3 separate regions of the Sus scrofa genome follow, and regions 1 and 2 are each linked to region 3. The links are chromatin contacts, called in public Hi-C and HiChIP or PLAC-seq maps. All regions are on one chromosome and are shown on one strand. The core of a region is the stretch at or near the end of the contact, and the rest is flanking DNA. Distances in the headings are between cores, read along the strand shown.

Region 1 (2,700 bases), core at 57-2,556, 53 kb after region 3:
GGGGACACCATAGCTGGATCCCTTCCTCCATCCTACCCCTCTTCTGAGGCCCTGGTACCCCCAGCCTGGCCCTGGGTCACAGGCTTGCCACTCTCTCCAAATTCTGCCACCCCACCCCTTAACCTCTTCCACTGCAGAATCCTGCTCCTTCCTCCCGGTTTGGCCTCTGTCCTGGTCACCTGTAGTCCTGGTCACCTGTGAGGGCTGTCCCTCCTTCACAGTCCAACACTCTCCCCACCCCAAAGTCCAATTCCCCTCACCCCATCCACGGACCTCTGAGCTTTTTTCCAATGTGCACAGCCTTCTTGTCTCATTTCTGGCTTTGTTTATCCAAACACAGATCCAACAACACTCAATACTCTGGTCTCTCCCATCATTTCACAGGACTCCAGACCTGCTGGAACCCGACCCAGAGGCAAGAGGGCTGCAGGAGATGCTTCAAGAGGTCAGTGTCAAAAGCCCCCAGGCCCTAGGGGGCCGTCAGCTCTGCACTCTCTTCCCATTTACAACTCTGCCATTCTCTGAGACAGAGGCTTGACCTTTGCTTCAGGCGCCCCAGCCAGTTTTCTCTTCGCCTGTGTCACAGATCTGCCCGCGACACTTGTTTACACACGGCCGTCTCCTCGCATCCTCCTCCCCGACTTCTGGAAGCATTCCTCCAAACCCCTTCACAGTGAGCAGCGGAATCCAAGGACCCTATCTCGCCTCCCGACTCCCTGGCCGCCTCTGCCTCAGCCACCTGGCCCTGGATGCAAAATCCCAGCTTCTCCTCGCCCTCGCCCCGGGCTCTCCCCGAAGAGGGCTCTCCCCGAAAAGGGCCAGCTCCGTCTTCCTCCAGGCCAACTCGTCCCTGCCAGTCTGCACCTGCAGCCCGGTGGCCAGGCCCTCCGTCCTACCGGCCTGCCCTCTCCACCGCCTCCCGCCTCCTTGTTCGGCCGCCGCGCTGCTGGCCCCCGTGCGCAACAACGAACTCAGCTGGCGCGCAGGGCCGTGCCTGAGTCCACCAAGCGCGGACCCAACCTGCAGTACGGCCGCGGAGCCCGGGTCCCCGCAGAAACCGGCACTGAGTGGCCTGGCTCCGCCCGCCGCCCCGCCTGCGCCTCCTGACGGTAGCCCCCCCTCCTCAGCGCGATTGGCCGCGCTTGCCAGGCTTACCGCGAGCTGATTGGTCTTCACGCGGGTCTGTCAGGCTGGGCGCCGCGGCGGCGGCAGCGGCGGCGGCGGAGGAGGCTGGAGCCAGACCGGAAGGGTCCGAGCGCCCCGGCGCCCCTCACACCCACTGCGGCGGCGGCTAGTGGCGGCGGCGGCGGCGGCGGCGGCGGCGTGGCGGAGCGGAGCGGGGCGGGGCGGCTGGCCGAGCCCAGGGCAGCGGAGCCGCGAGCCGCGAGCCACGACCCGCCAGCGCGCAGCGCCGCCAGTCCGCCCGCCTGCCCTCTCCCCCAGGCGCGGCGGCAGGGAGGCGAGGTGAGCCCGGCGGGCGGGCTAGGCCCGGCGGGGACTGCTTGGGCCAAGCCCTGCCTGGGGGGGGCGGCAGGAGGGCCGCGCAGCCAGGGTCCGTGGAGGAGTGGAGGGCGGGGTGGGGAGTTGGGTGTCGCGGGGCCGGCTGACCAGTTCTGAGGAGCCAACCGGGTTCTGCTGGATTCTGGCGACCCTAGTCGCAGCCCCCTGTCTTCCTGGCTGTTGCAGCCGGGAGCTGAGGGCCCGCTCCCAGGTCTGGCCTCGGCCGACCTGCCTTAGGGTCTGTAGGCGCCACCCCTCCCGATTGTTTGGCACGCAGCTGCACACCCGCTTTGGGATGCTCAGAACCCGGGGTCTGGTTCCTGCGACCTTGGCAAAGGCATTGACCCTCGCTATTCCTTGTTTTTTCTCTCGGAAAGTGGGGGAAATGTCTATCCTTTTGGACAGGATTGTTGTCAGACCATATGAATATTTGTAAAAGCGCCTGGGGAAGAGCTCATTGCACATTTGGGGAAAATTGGGCGGGATACTGCCCCTTGCTGGTGCGAGTGTGGCAAGACCCCCCCCCCCCCCGCCCCTTCTGCCCAGAGGCCCCCATCCTCTAGCTCCTCCAGTGCCTCGTCATTGCACACTCATGCCCAGCAACGCCTGAGCGGGCCCTGCCCACCCCCCCCCCAGCTCTCCCCACTCCCCTAACCCAGAGCACTGCTCTCTTAGCCTACCTGTCTTACTTGCTGTAAACAGGCAGCCCTGTTTATCTCAGGACCTTTGCACTGGCTCTTTCCAGCAATTGGCGTTGTCTCTGGGCTCTTGGCACGGCTGGCTCCTTCTGGTCCTTCTTCTGGTCAGATGTCTCATTTTACTAGAGGCCTTCCTTGACCACCCTCTTTCTTCCCTTAGTCATTCTATCTCATGTTGTTTAATTTTCCCCTTAGTATCTGGTTTAAAGCTATTCTATTGATTTGCCTGTTTATTTTCTGTCTCTCCCACTAGGATGTAGCTTTATGAAAACAGGTAGTTGTCTGATTTGTCCACTGCTTTATCCCAGTGCTTAGAAAGCACACAGTAAGTACTTAGTAATACCAGTTCAATGAATGAATGAATGACCCTGCCCACCTGTTGCCTCTGTTCATTTAGTGACTTCTGACTAACTTGTGAAACTTGTATGCAAATGGAAGCTTGCTCTCGTTTTTGTGGAACATTTTTAATGTCCTTGACCCCTTTATTTGGTATCTGTCAGAA
Region 2 (2,700 bases), core at 198-2,697, 61 kb before region 3:
GCTATCTACAAGAAGCCAGACATAAAGAGCAACTTGTCCTCCATTTATATGAAAAATCCACAATAGGCAAATCCATAAAGACAGAAAACAGATTCATAGTTGCTGGGAAATGGGGGCAGAGAAGAATGGGGAGTGACTGTTCATGGGTGTGGGGTTTTCATCTGAAATGATGAAAAATTTCTGGAACTAGATAATAGTGATTATAACAACATTATAAATGTACTTACTCCCACTGAAATGTGTTCTTTAAAATGGCTTAAATGGCAAATATATTACATGTATTTTACCCCAATTTCTGAAAAGGGTAAAATATGTATCTAACATCAGATGCGGCCCTTCCATGATGTATGGTCAGGGTGCCAGTCCTGGTTCCTCCACTTCCTGGTGGAAGGCCCTGGGCATGTCCCATCTCTTAAGTCTCCTCTTTGAGACCCTCAAGGGGGGGGTCCAGTGGGATTAGCAGAAATCTCTGTAAGCCTTTAGGCCATATTTAAATAGGATATGAGGGCCCAGCCCCCCAAGGGTGGGGTTTGAAATCAGATTATGGGGTAAGAATTGAGGAGAGTGGCAGTGTGTTTGCCTGTGCAAGTCTGTAAGTGTTTGGTCTCGGTTTCCTGTTCTATAATTCCCAGGGGACAACCCTGGACAGGGGGTAGTTCCTCATGTCTGTTATCTTCAGTACCTGCTCCCTAGAGCCTCACCCCAGAGACACAGATGGTGTCTCAGCTTTAAACACAAAGCTAGTAACCTTAGTGAAATTAACGGATCCCTTGGAGCCTCAGTGTCCTCATCTGTGACAGAAGGATAATAATATCTACCATGGAGTATGGTGATGAAACAGTGAGGAGAGATTTTATACTCTGCCTCATTCTACGGTTTTGAGGCAGCAAGATAATGTGTGCCAAGGTCCTAGCCCCAGGATTTTTCCTTTGTTCTGGTCCCTCTTTCCTCCACAAGCCCTTGCTCCTCCCAAGACACTCTGCCTTCACTCTCTCTCTCCTTCTCCACCTAAGATTTCAGGACAATCTCACCCTAGTGGGGAAGGCCTCTCTGTGGGTAAGCACAGAGCTGCAAGACTGGCAGAAAGGGGCTCCTGGGAGACAGAGGGCAAGAACAGGGAGTCCCAGGACCCCCAAAAGCCCAGCTTTGCCCTATGGAGAGCCACTGTTCTGGATTCTTACCAGGTGAGTGATCACAGGCCACTCCAGGCTCACAGCCCACTTCCAAGGAAGTTCTGCTTGTGGCCAAGACAGCATGGTACAAGGCTGGAAGAACCTTCAGCCCCTGCTTCCCAGGAGGGCTGCCCCTTCCTCAAATGGGGCAGCTGCTCTCACTCTCCACGCTCTGCTGGCCTGGCTCCAGGCACACATGCCTTCCTGTGGCTGTAATCACAGGGCTCTCCCCACAGTGCGTTGCTCAGGCCTCCAAGTTGCGACATTGCTCTTAGCACCTCGCTTTCCAACACCATCAAGCCAAAGTATGTAAGTCAAAGAACCACGCCTGGCTGTACGAGGTTCCCCCCTCTTTTGGATTATTTCATCAGAGTAAATTCCCAGCAGTGAGACTCTTAGGCTAGAAAACCTGAAAAACATTTTTATGGCTCTTGCTGCTTATTGCCAAATTATCTTCTCATATGCTTGTACATTCTCACTATCAGTTAATGAATATACTTGGTTTCCCTGCAGGATCACTGGCTTTGATTCTAAGCATTACTTTTCAAAATTTTGCAAATAGCTTTACTCTTCCAGTTTTGGAAATTAAAAAAAATGCTTGTTGTAATATTTCTAATAATATAGACATATAAAGAGGCCACTGGTGATGAGACATCTTACAGACAATAACTAAAATCCTGCATACTTTGTGAGGGCATTTTCATACATAATCATTAATACCATTTTGACACCAAATCATCAAGAAATCTTTGGCATCATCCAATGCCCATCCATAGTTTCATTTTCCCATTTCCTCAAAAATAAAACCTCTTTTCATTTGTTTTGTTCAAATAGGAGCCACACAAAGGCCACACAGGATATTTGGATATTATATTTCTTAATTCTCTTTTAATCCAGAGTGCCCTTCCCCCTTTTGCCTTTCTTGCCTTTGACTTGCTGCATGAGCCATGTCAGTCACCCTGTAGAGGGTCCCCTCCTTCTCAATTTGTCTGGCTGACTTGTGTCAAGTCAATTGAACTGGATCCTCTTCTCCCCTTCCTCCTAAAGCTGTCACTGAATTCAGGTTCAACTTTTTTGGCAGAAAGCATCAGAGGCAGAGCTGGGGGCTACCTATTGCATCCCATTTGGAAGCATGGGACATCTGAGTGCTCTTTTCTTAGTGAGTCCAACACTGGTCCTTTCGAGGTAAATGTCCCATCAACCTTTCGGGCATTGTGATGCCACTGATCAGGAGTCCCCAAGATCCACCCCTCAGCTCAGTGCCATGGGGAGTGGGGATTCGATCTTTTACTCCTTGATTCATTAATTCTTTCTATTTGATGATACATTTGGAGAGAAATAAATGAAGCCAGCATTCATTAAACACTTACAAATGTGATGACCTAGTACCTGGTGCCTTACTATATACTGTGTTGTATTCAATCCTCATAACAAAATGGTGAGGAAGAAAAGTGACAAGATTGTAAGAGAAATGACAGTTGATAACATTTGGACTGCCTCACTTTGTGCAATACTACCCTTGAGGTAG
Region 3 (2,700 bases), core at 22-2,521:
TTTCTAAGTGCCATGAAGGCCCAGGCTGGATCTGTTTTCACTCATCACTAGGCCCCTAGTACCAGGACAGGCATGAAGCTGGCTGCTTAGGAATGAAGGAAACAACTGACATTGCACTGTGGAGGGTAGCTCCTGAACCAGCTCCACTGTTTCCCAGCAGGATGACTCAACCAACCCCCTCCTTACTGTTGCTGAGCCTCAGTTTCCTCAGAAGTCCAAGAGATACAAGAAACACCTCCTCCTGCCAGGGCCTGCAAAGCCTTGCTAGCCACAGAGGGATTACATCAGGAAAAATGCTCTAGACAAAACGTTAAAAGCTTCGTGCTTTTTCTTTCTTTTTTTCCTCTAACACGACTGAGGAGGATCTGTTGAGCATTTCAGGATTTTTTTTTTTTTTTTTTAAGTAAAATAAAAAAAACCACCAGATGGCTTCAAAGTACGCAAATGTTAGGCCAGTTCTCGTGACCCTCCTCGGGAGACCGGGCCCAAAACGCAGAGAGAAGGGGAGGGGAGGCCGGGAACCGCGGGCGGGGGAACACAGGCCTCAGTGACTCACGGCGGGGGCCAGATTAGGGCTCCCGAGATTAGGACGGCCAGGCAGAGGAGCCTCCGGCTGGAGCCCAGGCACGCCAGCTGCACTGAAAAGTCGGCCAGCGCCGCTCAGGGAAGGGGCAGCTTCCGAGGTTCCCCCATATTTGTTCAAGATTTGGGGAATCCCGGCCTCGGACTTCCGGCTCTGCGGTAAATCCCGGTTCGAGTTCTTACATTTCCCGACTTCCCAGTTTTGACAAAGTCCCTTTCCATCTCTGAACCTACCTTGTGCTGCGTCTCTGGTGCCCTAACAGGAGACTGGTCACAGAGGGGCTGCACATCCGGAACACGTGTTACTGCGCCTCACATTTGCTCTGTACCTTACACAGACTGCCTTGAATCTCACTACCACCTGGGAAATAGGTTCCATTGTTAGCCCCATTTTACAGACGGGAAAACTAAAGCACAGAGAGATTCCGTCCACTGCCCAAGTTTCCACGCCTACTCAGAGGTTGCGTCTCCTGTGAGCTCAGGAAGAGTGAGGCAACCGCCAGCGGATCTCCAGCACCTAATACCGGACGCCCACGTATTAACAGCCGGGACTTGCGCCTGGGAGCCGCCCCTCGCCCCCTGCCCAGACTCCAGGGGGCCCAGTGCCCGCCGTTGTCAGGACAACCTGGGGCCAATGGGGAGCTGGCAGGCGGGAGGAGGCCCCGCCTCGGCCCCGCCTCTGGTGTAGGACTCCGAGCTATAAGGGCCAGAGGCCAAGCGGCGGGAGCCAGAGTCCACGAGCGCTAGGCGTGCGCCGAGTACAGAGCGTCAGCAGCGCGCAGAGGCCCGGAGCCGCGAAGAGCGCGAGGAGCGGTCGCGATGTGCGGTGAGTGCAGCGCCCACCAGCGGCCTTCTCTGTGGCAGCCGCGGGTTCCGGCCTCTGAGAGCCTGGGCCCAAGAGCCAGACGCCAGGGGCCGGAGGCGGCGCGGGATAGGGGCGTCGATTTACCCCGGTCCCCCGACCGAGGGGCTTTCACGGGCCAGGCCTGCTTCCCTTTGCCCCGGCCGCCGAGTGGTTGTCCCAGAGAGGTGTGGGGGAGGGGGAATGGCCAACCCCGTCCGGGACCCACACAAGGGAGGGAATTGGTCCTGTCCCGGACCTGGACCTTTGAAACACAGAAGGGTCCATACCCCACGTCCAGTGAGGAAAGCGCCCCCAAGTTACCCACAAAGGCAGCCAAGCGCAAGCTCGCGAGCATCCTGGGCGCGGGGTGCCCAACCTCGCTTTCAGCCCAGCGCGCACACCAAGGAGAGGCGACACCGTCTGCACTCTCCCTGTCCCCGTGGTGTCAAGATCAGTCCCTGGTGCGCTCGGAAGGGCCTGTGCGTCCTCCTCGAACCGCAAAATGAACTTCTTATCCGTATGAGGGTTGATTCCGTATTGCCGCCTTTTTGCTGAAAAAAGCTCTCAGCGAGGCGCGGGGGAGAAGCAGCATCTACCGCCAAGCCTCGGGTCGAATCTGAGAGACGGAGCTCTGAACGGCGAGCGGGGCCGGGCTCCAGCGTCCCCAATGCCGCGGCGACTGGGCGCTGTCCGGCGAGGCTGCTAGACGGTGGGGAGGGCGGCCGGGCCCGGAGCGCACATCTGCAATTCCTTACTCTCCTGGCTGGGCCGCCTCCGCTGGCTGGGGAGAGGGCCGAGAACTTATGCTGGGACAAAAGGTCACTGTGCCTTGTGTCTTTTTTTTTTTTTTTTTTTTTTTTTCCCCTTGAGTGGGATTCAGTTACCCATTCCAGCCTCCTGTGGCTGGAGGACCTGGTGGAACTTTTGAAGCCATGAAAGGCTCTGTCTGACTTCACTGAGGGCTGCTGGGTGCGGTGTGGCAGCGGTGAACTCTGGGCCAAGGTCTATACAGGCCTTGTTTCTGAGGCCAGGCACTCCCGCATAAGTGAAAAAGGACCGACTGACCAAGGAGTAGGCAGCCAACTTTGGGGCGCAGCCTACCCCAGGCCAAGCAGGCATCAATTTAAATTCCTGAACCCTCAGCAAAAATGTCCAGATTCCAGGGCATTATTGGTAATATACACAGAGGGCTGCCTGTAGCCGTTTCTGGGGAGAAAAAAAGGCAGAGGTGGTAGTTTTGCCAAGAAGCTTTGGGTTCCAAACTCCTCGGGGTG

Evidence for each region. A called contact is a pair of places that touch in the nucleus more often than the background predicts. HiChIP or PLAC-seq counts read pairs in DNA pulled down with a chosen protein or histone mark.
Region 1: an H3K27ac HiChIP or PLAC-seq map of alveolar macrophages shows a contact between it and region 3. The contact joins the promoter of MAPK9 here to the promoter of GFPT2 in region 3. A contact is called at or near these places in 1 of 47 Hi-C or Micro-C datasets (fetal skeletal muscle) and 1 of 2 datasets of contacts at active chromatin or transcription factors (alveolar macrophages).
Region 2: a Hi-C map of mesenteric adipose tissue shows a contact between it and region 3, with 2.8 times the contacts expected there. The contact joins the enhancer-like site here to the promoter of GFPT2 in region 3. A contact is called at or near these places in 15 of 47 Hi-C or Micro-C datasets (alveolar macrophages, brain, embryonic fibroblasts and 10 more) and 1 of 2 datasets of contacts at active chromatin or transcription factors (skeletal muscle).

The regions. Positions count from the first base shown.
Region 1 is chr2:78,337,160-78,339,859 of Sscrofa11.1, forward strand. MAPK9 (mitogen-activated protein kinase 9) reads left to right here and starts at 1,307. Exons shown (of 12, transcript XM_005661441.3): 1 at 1,307-1,464.
Region 2 is chr2:78,222,979-78,225,678 of Sscrofa11.1, forward strand. No RefSeq gene overlaps it. Among named protein-coding and RNA genes, the nearest start is that of CNOT6, 22 kb to the left of the region's middle. Within about 2 kb of position 1,448, at least 17 of the 83 cell types and tissues checked have an H3K27ac peak or open chromatin away from gene starts, as enhancers often do. A contact at or near this core is called in mesenteric adipose tissue, omental adipose tissue, retroperitoneal adipose tissue and 1 more, where this site is marked.
Region 3 is chr2:78,283,937-78,286,636 of Sscrofa11.1, forward strand. GFPT2 (glutamine--fructose-6-phosphate aminotransferase [isomerizing] 2) reads left to right here and starts at 1,272. Exons shown (of 19, transcript XM_003123638.6): 1 at 1,272-1,408. The coding sequence starts at 1,402. It overlaps LOC102163100 (a long non-coding RNA gene), which reads right to left and starts at 1,168. Exons shown (of 3, transcript XR_002341721.1): 1 at 817-1,168.